Linked DNA regions of Pan troglodytes: all the other regions are linked to region 3. Evidence: chromatin contacts called from public HiChIP or PLAC-seq data. All regions are on one chromosome and are shown on one strand. Each heading gives the region's core, a stretch centred on a gene start, on an enhancer-like site or on the middle of the called end of the contact. The rest is flanking DNA. Distances are from core to core; before and after follow the strand shown. Region 1 holds the start of KAT2B (lysine acetyltransferase 2B). Region 2 holds the start of RAB5A (RAB5A, member RAS oncogene family). Region 3 holds the start of SGO1 (shugoshin 1).

Region 1 (3,272 bases), core at 451-2,950, 140 kb after region 3:
TAACCAGCTTCCCCAGGAGATTCCCATGCACATTAAAGTTTGAGGAGCACTGGGCTAGATCCTACATTCACTCAACAAATATTTATTGAACCAGTGTAGGATACAGAGGTGCTTAACATAAACCTGAGCGTATGGTGTGGAAAAAGAGCAAGCATAGACATTCCATTGTGACTGAGAAGCTCCTGCAAGTACCAAGAAGAGTATAACCTAGATGTTCTAGTAGAATAAATTATAGTTATGTCAAAATTCAGAAGTGGTCACTGCAGCTTGGTTGTGACAATCGGGAATCTGGAATCTGGGAACTTGACCCTCTTTGCAGCAGGCAGGAAGAATACAGGGAGGTGTGAGTGTGTGTGAGTGTGTCTCTTCCCTGCCTCAGCCACAGGCCGCAGGAGCTGACAAGGCCAAGTCCCCGCCCCCCTCAGCTGTCACCCTGTCAAAACAAAGCCGCTGCTGACAGCGCAGGGCCAGCCTGCCCCGCGGCCTCGGGCAATCCTCCCACCTCGGGAACACAGCCTCCACATCTGGATCTGCAGCTGGGGGTGACAGGGTGCCTAAACTGGCATGGAGAGTGGGTAGCAAGAAATGGGTGTCCTCAAACTGAGCAGTAGCGCCCGCCGCGCTGGGCTGTCACTTTGCCAAATCCTGTTTACACCTCGAGCAGCTGGGACAGCGTTTTAACTAAACAAGTAATAATACAATAATGACAGGGCTGTCACCGCGCGCGGCAGTGCCTCCGCCCCCAGCCGAGGGCGCCAGGCGCCACAAGACCCTCGCCTCGGACTCTGCCCACCTTCCCACCCCGCGCTTTCCTCCCATTCGCTTTCCCAAAGCGCCAGGAGTCCGGGAGTCTTCTCCACCCCCACTCCTTGCACCCAGTTCCTCCCAGTGGGACACAGGAAGGGATCGATTGCAGAAGGGACCACTCAGTCCCCCAAAAGATTTTTCCTTGCCCCTGGGTCACCCGCCACATGGAGAGCACCGCTCCACTCCCGGGAAAGTGACTCCAGCGAGCTCCTACAGAGCAACAAAACCCCAAGGTAGCCCAGGAGCTCGGATGCCGAAGCTACTCCTTTCAAGCGGAAGGAATGAAGGGCTCTCCGTCTTAGTGATCCCCCTTCTTCAAACCCAGCAGGACTCTTATCCAAGAAGAAGCTAATTGGGCGCGGGCGACAAGAGTACTTCCGCGGTGCAGCGGCCCCAGGCGGGAGGCGAGAGGCAGGAGGCAGGAGGCGGAGGTGGAAGCGGGAGGGGGAGGGGGGTCCCGCGGGCTGGGCCCCTAGCACCCATCCGCGGTCCGAGAGCGGCGAGCGCGTACCTTGCAGGCGGAGTACACTCCGAGTTTCTCCAGTTTCTTGGCCCGCGGAGCGGAGCGTAGTTGCGCTTTCTTCACGGCGATTCGGGCCGAGCCACCGCCTCCCGGTCCTTCGGCCGTGCCCGCTGCAGCCACTGCCGTCGCCGGACCGCAGGCGCCCGAGCCCCCGGCGGCAGCGGCGCAGGGGGAGCCCTGCGGGGGCGCGGGCGGAAGCGCCGCAGGCTGCGGGGGCAGCGCCCCGGGCCCGGCCCCTGCCCCGGCTCCTGCCCCGCAGCCGCCCGGCCCGGCCCCGCCAGCCTCGGACATGCCGCCCCGGAGCACGGCAGGAGGCGCCGAGTGTCAGGCGCCGCCGCCGCCGCCAGGGTCTCCCTCTCGGGCTCTGGTAGTCGGGAGAGCGAGACCCTCCCCCCACGCCCTCCCGCCCCCTTCGCCCACCCCCCTCCCCGCCCCCGCCCCCGCCCTCCCCCTAGCGCGCCGCTCGCCCGGCTCGCTCTGGCCGGGCCCCGCGCGCTGATGGTGGTGGCGGCGGCGGCAGCGGCGGCAGCTGCTCCCCCAGGAGGGAGGGGACTAGCGGCTCCGCTGCCGCTGCCGCCGCCGCCACAGCACACGCCCTCCCTTGGTTCTCCTGCCCGGGACTCTGCTCCGTGCCCTGGCTGCGGACATGTTCCTCGGGACTGAGGACTAGGTGTGCGTGCCGGGGGCTGCCAGCCTCACGGTGTCTGCCAGCGCTGGGAGGCCCCCCACGGCCTCTTTTCCGCTGCCCGCGGGGTTTGCACCCCCCACCCCAGTGCCTCGACACCTACCGCTCGCCCGCCAGGGGGCGAGGCCAATCCCTGGGTGTGGGTGAGGGTGGGGACGAGGGTGGGGGTAGGGGCCTGGAGCCCAGGCACCTGCTGGCCACCTCCCCCCTCCGCGGTCCCCCATCCGACCCCCGCACGCCTGCACCAGTGGGAGGGGGCAGCCTCTCAATCATTTGTCCTTTCACTCTCTTCCACCCTGTCTCTGACAGAGAGACAACTTCCTCCACCCTAGCGGGAGCCAGAGGAAAAAAATATATATTTTTGAAAAGTACCCGTCCATGCTAATCCTTTTCTTTGTTGCTAATTCACCAAAATAAAGACGTGATGTTCTCCCTTTCTCTTTTTAAATACTTTCTGTCAAACTATTTTTGAATATAATTAACACTTTCTTCCCATAGCAATTTCTGGGTCAAATCTGCCGGAGGAGGGGAAAAAAACTTACTATTCTCTCTAATTTTTGTTTGAAAGTGCTGGTTGCTAAAAGAAAGATTGTCTAAAAAGCATTGTCAAAAACTATGCAGTGGAAAAAGTTTGAATACAAAAAGTTTGTTAACAGGATTCGTTTCTGGGTGGTGGTTCTATAACGTTACGTAGTTTTCAAAATTGTGCCACCAGCGTGCGTATTAACCAGGAAAAAGATATAAGCATAATTCAAAAGAATAAATATCGATTTTGGCCTCAAACTTTAAAAAGAAAAAAAAAACCCTCAACTCAGTGTTTCCAACTCTTGTTGAAAACTGTTGTTTTCACTGTTGATGACTGTGAAGCATACAAGTCAGTGCTGCGTTTGAAAGTGGTGTACCGTTGATCGCCTTCCTAACGCAGGTTTTAAAAGCCCAGGGCTGTTTCTCAGGACCCTTCAGAAGTGCCCTACTTTTTGTTATATGCAATGTGGGTCATAATGTGCTTATTATCAGATTTTATGCATGCTGTATAGCTCTCAGGCCAGACGCCTTAAGGGGTGTGCTTTTCGTTGGAAACATTCCCCTTCTTCTTTTTCCAGATTCTCTGTGTTATTTTGACTTGTAATGCAGGTTAATATATAAACATTGGGAGGTGGGGGAGTTTGTAGATCTAAACAGTGATATTAGTTTAGACAGGGCAAAAGGCAATATTCTCTCCCAACTTGAGTCCAGTCTTGAGGGGATGAAATGGCA
Region 2 (3,225 bases), core at 175-2,674, 230 kb after region 3:
GTGCCAGGCACTGTTCCATGTACTTTGTTTATACAAATGCTGAGTTATCACTTCCATTTTACTTTAGGAATAAAGTTTATGAGCAGTCTTGAGTATTCCCAGAGGTGTACAAGTGTTTTTTTCTTATTATGTGAAAGGCAACTGATTGAACGCTTTGATTCCATTTAAGCAAGACAAAAACCAAGTATGTGAACTACGACGTTCAGAACTTAACAAGTTTGAAAGTCTCAGAGGTAAGCAGCTTCCAGGGAAGATAACGCCAGAGCAAGTTCCATGGTCTCTACCCAGTGAAGGAGTTCAGCGGTCCTGTTATCTTGAATTTATTTAACGCTGTAGTTCACTACCTTCCAAACAGAAAACAAGTCTCTAGACAGCCTATTTTGACGAGCCTCCCACCCACCGACACTACTCATCTTTGGAAGTTGAAGGTAGGCGGAGCTCCCCACATTGACACCTGCAGTAGGCCCAGGTTCCTGCTTGTCTCGCACCTGAGTAGCTAATAGCCAACTACAGATCGCCTGGATAAGCAGCACTCGCCAGGTCCCTTGGCCTTTCCAACCTCCTCCCCCGAACCTGATTTGCTTTGACCGAGACCCCCAGGACTGCCAGGACAGGGACCAGGCGGAACCGCGGCCTCCAGTACACTTTCCACGGCGCCATCTTGAGAAGGGAAAGGGTGACACCCGTCGCTCCCTCAGTCAGGCCCCAAATCCCGGTCTCCAGAGCCCCTTGAGGATGAGTCACCAGGGCTGGCAGAACAAGACGCCGGGTTCGATAGTTCTCTGGTCCAGGGCACTGCTGCGCGTGAGGGAGAAGGGGTGGGGGGTCTCAGTACCGGCAGGGCCGCGGACAGGCTGGGGACCGCGGATAACCTGGGGTCCAGGCCCCCGCTGCGCAGGGGGAGGGGCGGTTCGGTTCGGTTACCTGAGACCGCAGCAAGCGGAGCTGCGGGGCCGAAGCTTCCTGGCAGCAAGGCCCAGGCGTGGCCCGTAGGATGAGAGTGTATCTATGGCGGTGGTGGTGGCGGCGGCGGCGTCGCCTGCTCTTCGCGCCGCTCCCCTCACACTGGACTGTGCGGGGCTCGTGCCGTGGTGCCGCCCCTGTCGGGCTCCGTCTCCGCCTCTCGCCGCTCCGCCTTCCTCTTTCCTTTCTCCTCCTCCGCCGCCGCCGCCGGCGCTGGAGTTCCGACTAATTCTTCCTCCTCCTCCTCCCTCTGCCTCCTCCCCTAAGGCCAGCCGCCGGCTCCTTCACGAACCAAAACACAAACACTCAAGTCCCACCGCCGGAGCCACTTCCGCTGCCCGGTGCCGGCCCCGCCGCCACGTCGCTGCACGCAGCGAACTGCGCCACTTCGTCACTTCCCATCATCGCCAGTCCGCCCGCTCCTTCCGCTTCCCCGCCCCTTCCCGAATCCCTCCCCGCCTAAGTTTGTTCGCGGGGCGGGGCGAGGCAGGATATCACGTGACCCTGCGAGTGGCTCAGATCCGAACTGGCCGCCTTTCTCCCCTTCCCCCACCCCAGGTACGCGCGGCCATGCCCTCTCCAGCGCCATTGTTATTTCGGCTGGGGGTCTCTGGGCTCCCGGCGGCCGGGGTCGGGGGAAATTCCTTTACTATTCTTTGGGGGAAGATCAAAATAACTTGTGTTTTTTTGTTTTTTGTGCCCAGCCCTTGTGGGAGCGGCGAGGTTCCCTCACCCCAATCCTGGCATCTCGGCTAAGGGGCTTTATTAGAGGGAACTTGTCTAGCACGAGAGAACCTCCTCCCACAAAATGGCCCTGGGGTTGGGTAGGTCGGTAAAGGCTGCTAAATCGCATTTACCCCAAGGAGGAAGAAAGGACTCTCCCTATCCCAAAAGCCGCCTTTAGGCGCCTGACAATAATAAGTCGCTTCTGTTAAGAGTTTACGTGGTTTTGGTAGGGGGCGGGGAAGGCCAAATCCTAAAATAGTGTCTACCTTTTATTCAGAATTTCCCTTCGCTCTTTACTGTACTAAACGCTTTACAGGAATTATCCCATCGAATTCTTACACTCGTCTTTCATTCTGAAACTAACTTGTTAATCGTCTGTTCCCTACATTCGAATTTTAGCTCCCCTTGGTGGTCCTCACCGCTGTAAATCTATGTCTAGCCCAGTGCCTGGCAGCCAAGTCTTCAGTTGTAGTTGTAGATGTTTTATAGGTAAAGAATTTGAGACACAAGTGATTGAGTAACTTGTCCGAGATCACGGCTGTGTGGTGCAGAAGCTGGATTCTGATCTGCGGCGGGTTGGCTCCAGAACGTGAGTTGTTGAACACAATTCTGGTGAAAGACAACCCAAGACGTTCGTTACCCTCCAGGGGGGACCTACTGAAGATGTGCTGCTTTAGTTGAATCCCACACCACAGTCAGTCTCTGGCGAGGCTTCAGCCACCACCCCCTCCCCAGCCTCCGCCAAAAAAATTGATAATTTGGTGGAAGAATATTAAATTGATTTTCCTTCAGAATAAAGGCTACTTTTCAGTTTGCAGTTTACAATGTATAGCTCTGTTGTAAGGGCGAGAATATTGTCTTTGAAGTGTACCGGGTTAAGGTATCTTATGGGCGTACAGTCGGCGGCATTGTGCAATTAAGATGATTTGAACTTTGAACAGCCCGTCTTTCAGATCAACTACCTAGTTGCCAGAAGAACGTAATGTGTCATACGTAAATGATACCTGTGGTATTTTATTCTCAAGGAGTTGTTCAATATGGACTATTAATCATGGTAATAGCTCTGGGACAATCCCAGGAGGAGTCAGGAAATAGGATATGTGACATCAGTTTTGTCATGTCAACAGTATGCCCAAAACCAAACCTATTCCACTCCAAACCTGCTTCTGCTTAGAGACTGGCATTAACATCCTCCCAGTCACCCAGACTTGGAACTGCAGAATCAGCTTCACCTCTTTCTTCTCCTCACAAACCATTGTCCATTCTATCAACAAATTATCTAATCCCCAAATTTGAAGTCTAATCCCAACTCCTGGTCCATGGTAGTGTTTATATAAACTGAAATTAATGCATACTGCTGCTCTTTCTGTCCATTCTTTATACTTTAGCCACTCTACTAAAAAATGTTCAATGCTATGTCATTACTTGACAGTCTAAAGTTCTTTAACTCTAGTCCCAACCCAAGTTTCTTTCATTCTATTTCTATAGAATTCCTCTCCCCATACTCTTTATTTGTTCCCTGATCAGACGTATCTA
Region 3 (3,254 bases), core at 22-2,521:
ATGGGTACCCAGACTAGAGCAAGCATGTGTTAGCTACCTTTAAAAAACAACAACACACCTTCATAAAGAATGCCTAGATTCAAAACATTTGTTTCGTTTTCACTTATTTGTTCCTTTATTGTCCCAGTGAATATTTACTACTTACTTCAAATTGCAACGAGATGCTGACAATGTAGCTATGAACAAAGCAGATGTAGTTCCTGCCCTTATTCAACTTCAAGAAACAGGCAATGAACGACAAGTCAGTGTCACAAGGAATACCAAGGGGAAAATGCAGGGCACTAAGAAAGTGTAAAGCAGATACTCAGGGGCTTTAGGGGTAGATAAGTCTTTCTGGAAGAATTCATCTGTACAGTGAAACTTCAGTATACATAGGAGTAAGTTCGGCCAAGGGAAAGAATGTTCTTGACAGAACAGCATTGGCAAAAGTGGCAAGAACTTTAAGAAAATTAAAGAAAATGTACATGTGATGGAACCAGGAATCATGGGGCTCTTTAAGGACAAAATATCTTAAAGGAGTTTGAAATTCACCTCAAATGCAATAGGGAGCCATTGTAAAGTTTCCTATTTGATACTTGTTTTGTAAAAATATTAATCTATGAAGAATATAGGGAGTGGAGTCTGCGGTCAGAGTGGGTACTAGTGCAATTTAGGGAATGAGATTAGGCTGGAAGCTAGATTGGGGGGAAAAAGATGGGCATGAGAGAAACTTGGAAAGTAGAGTTGAGAAGATCGTGTGACCGACTGGACGGGCAAAGGTTAAGAGAGGATAAATAATCATTAAGGACGATTTCTCAGGCTTCTAGTCGGTAACTGGATGGATGTTGGTGCCATTTCTCGAGAAGAATTAAAGAGCCAGAGATAGCCGGCAAAGAGAAACATGGAGCTAGAATTTTCAGGTAGCTGCAGTTTCCCTAATACCTTTTTAATCCAGAATTTGCTCCTTGTTTTGGTTTTAATTCCTCTAAAAGCTGCTTCCGTGTTGCAAGCTGGCTGACCGCTTTAACAGGCAACCAAAGAGATTCTTCTCACAAGAGGGAGGCTTTGAGCACAACCCGGGACATTTGAAGCTGTCAGACTGAAGAAACAGGAAGCTTTGAACTACCTATCACACTCGGCCTTAAAGGTTTCGGAGTAACTCCACCCGTAAAATCCCCACGACTCTGATTAGAAAGTCCCGGCGGGTCGCCGAGACCCGACCGCAGGCTCCTCCCCAGGGCCGGGTGGATGCCCGGATGTGGACTTGAGCGAATGTGCGTCACGTGACGCCGCCTGGCGGGGCGGGACTCTGCCTGCGACGGTGGTGTTGGGTGCATCCTGCGCCACGTGACCGCCTCCCAGCCAACCAATGGAGGAGCGAGGCGGAAAATTTCGAATGTGGCGGCGGTAGTTCCAGGCGACGGCGGACGGTGGTACGGTCCTGGAGGGCCCAGTGCGCGGGGCTAGCCGTGGCTGGAGAGCTTCGAAGAGCCTTGAAATGTGAGGAGGAGGAAGATAGCTGTTGCAGAAGTAGTGGCCAAGGTATCGTTCTGGACGCGCCTGCGGCAGGAGGGTCGCCGCGTCCACTTCCGCCAGCCCCACCTCCCCTCGCCTTCCTGGAGTCCCTGAAAGAGGAAGAAGTAGGTTTTAAGGTGCGAAACAACGGCGTAGTGATCCCTGTTTGACTTCCCTTCGGTTTTCAGTATCGTTCTAAATTCGGTGGCCGAAAGCTCGGGCTGTGGAGTCCCACTCGCCGCGCTTTTCGCCGTTCAGCCACTCGATCTGCGCTTTCAGATGTTCCGGCTTCCATGGAGACCCTAATTTCCTACTTTGCAAAATTGTGTAGATTAAGTGATGTGCAAATAAAGCTTTTACAATAGCTAAAAGCCTGGCTCAACGTAAGGACACAAGAAAATTGACAGCAGTTCTTTGTGCAGCGTGATACCGTTGACGTCTTCCTTGTCCAGGCCATTCTCTTCCTCACTTACCCTGGAGAGGCCGGCACTGACTAGTATCCTACCTGGCTGTCTTCGCAGCAGGACTAATTGGAGAATTATGGACGGAGATCAAATATGCTAGGTTCTTTAAATCCAGAGCGCTTACACGAGTACTGTACAGATTGAGGCCGTCATCTCACGCTGTGGTCTGTCTTTGCTTTCATCCCTTCTGTCTACCACACCCCCTGCTAATAACCATCGCCTTATTTAGACAGGATATAAAACTTTTGATATGGCAAGTTTCTTTTGTGATTTTTAACTTGATTAAAAGTAATAACGAAAGCTTTTTAGATAAGGCTTTGCCTTTAAAATACCTTAACTAAACTAGATCCGTTACTTAATCTGTATGACTCTCAAACATCTCCAATTCTAACTTAGTTGTGTAAAACAACCCCTTTACCGTTCGTGCTTTTAAAAATAGCTACCCTATCTCTGCTAGGAACCTCCCAGTATATATTGTATATACCTTGGTAGAAAGAAAGTTCTTAAGTGGTATCTACAATACCTATATTTAAGATTCCAGACACTGCATAGAGGAAAATAAGGCCTGGAGGAAATACTCAAGATTAAGTGTAAGGTTTAGGAAAATATTTGACTATCATAGAGGAGATGAAGATATCCTTTGTAGTGAAAATTCTGTGCATAGATTGTTATTGGAAACAAGTCTTTTTTTTTTTTTTTTTGCAATTTTAAGATCTGCAAAGTGCAATCTAGAGTAAAAGATGTTTGTGAAAAGTGGTTTGACATGTTTAGTAGCATGCTAAAGCCTACCTGATTTGCAACGTTGAAAGATTAAGTATAGTTATGTATTTAATACTCAACGTTTAACTGTATGTACAACAATATTTAATGTCTGATTTGTTATGTTCATAATTTACTGGGAGTTAACAGCCCTAACTTTTAGCCACACTTTCAGAATACTAGAGTGTTCCTCTGCCCAAGTTCCTGCTCTAGCTCTGTACTTGTTACAATAGCCTATTAAAATTGTATGTAGTGCTACATAGTTTAAACCTCTAAGGAGTACCTTGACTTTCTTGAGACTGTGTGCATATCATAAGTGATAATTGCATTTAAAGAGTATGGAAAAATAGTTGAATGACCTAATCTGATGAATTAATCATTAGAGAAGAGCTGGAAAACAAAACCCAAATATATAATTGCCTCAGAACTAATGCTGTAAGCTTAAGCAGTAAAAGTTGGTCCTAAACGTTTTCTATAAAAAGTGTAAATAATGCATCAAAATATAATAATAAGCATTTTCAATAGTGTCTGGCATAT

Evidence for each region. HiChIP or PLAC-seq counts read pairs in DNA pulled down with a chosen protein or histone mark.
Region 1: a contact with region 3 is called in an H3K4me3 HiChIP or PLAC-seq map of stem cell-derived excitatory neurons, with 3 times the contacts expected there. The contact joins the promoter of KAT2B here to the promoter of SGO1 in region 3. A contact is called at or near these places in 1 of 7 Hi-C or Micro-C datasets (stem cell-derived neural progenitor cells) and 1 of 1 datasets of contacts at active chromatin or transcription factors (stem cell-derived excitatory neurons).
Region 2: a contact with region 3 is called in an H3K4me3 HiChIP or PLAC-seq map of stem cell-derived excitatory neurons, with 3 times the contacts expected there. The contact joins the promoter of RAB5A here to the promoter of SGO1 in region 3. A contact is called at or near these places in 1 of 7 Hi-C or Micro-C datasets (stem cell-derived neural progenitor cells) and 1 of 1 datasets of contacts at active chromatin or transcription factors (stem cell-derived excitatory neurons).

What each region holds. Positions count from the first base shown.
Region 1 is chr2:24,032,489-24,035,760 of NHGRI_mPanTro3-v2.0_pri, reverse strand. KAT2B (lysine acetyltransferase 2B) reads right to left here and starts at 1,700. Exons shown (of 17, transcript XM_016940564.4): 1 at 1,319-1,700. The coding sequence starts at 1,621.
Region 2 is chr2:23,941,169-23,944,393 of NHGRI_mPanTro3-v2.0_pri, reverse strand. RAB5A (RAB5A, member RAS oncogene family) reads right to left here and starts at 1,424. Exons shown (of 6, transcript XM_016940563.4): 1 at 925-1,424. It overlaps EFHB (EF-hand domain family member B), which reads left to right and starts at 1,458. Exons shown (of 15, transcript XM_054680429.2): 1 at 1,458-1,521.
Region 3 is chr2:24,172,084-24,175,337 of NHGRI_mPanTro3-v2.0_pri, reverse strand. SGO1 (shugoshin 1) reads left to right here and starts at 1,271. Exons shown (of 8, transcript XM_063805526.1): 1 at 1,271-2,211.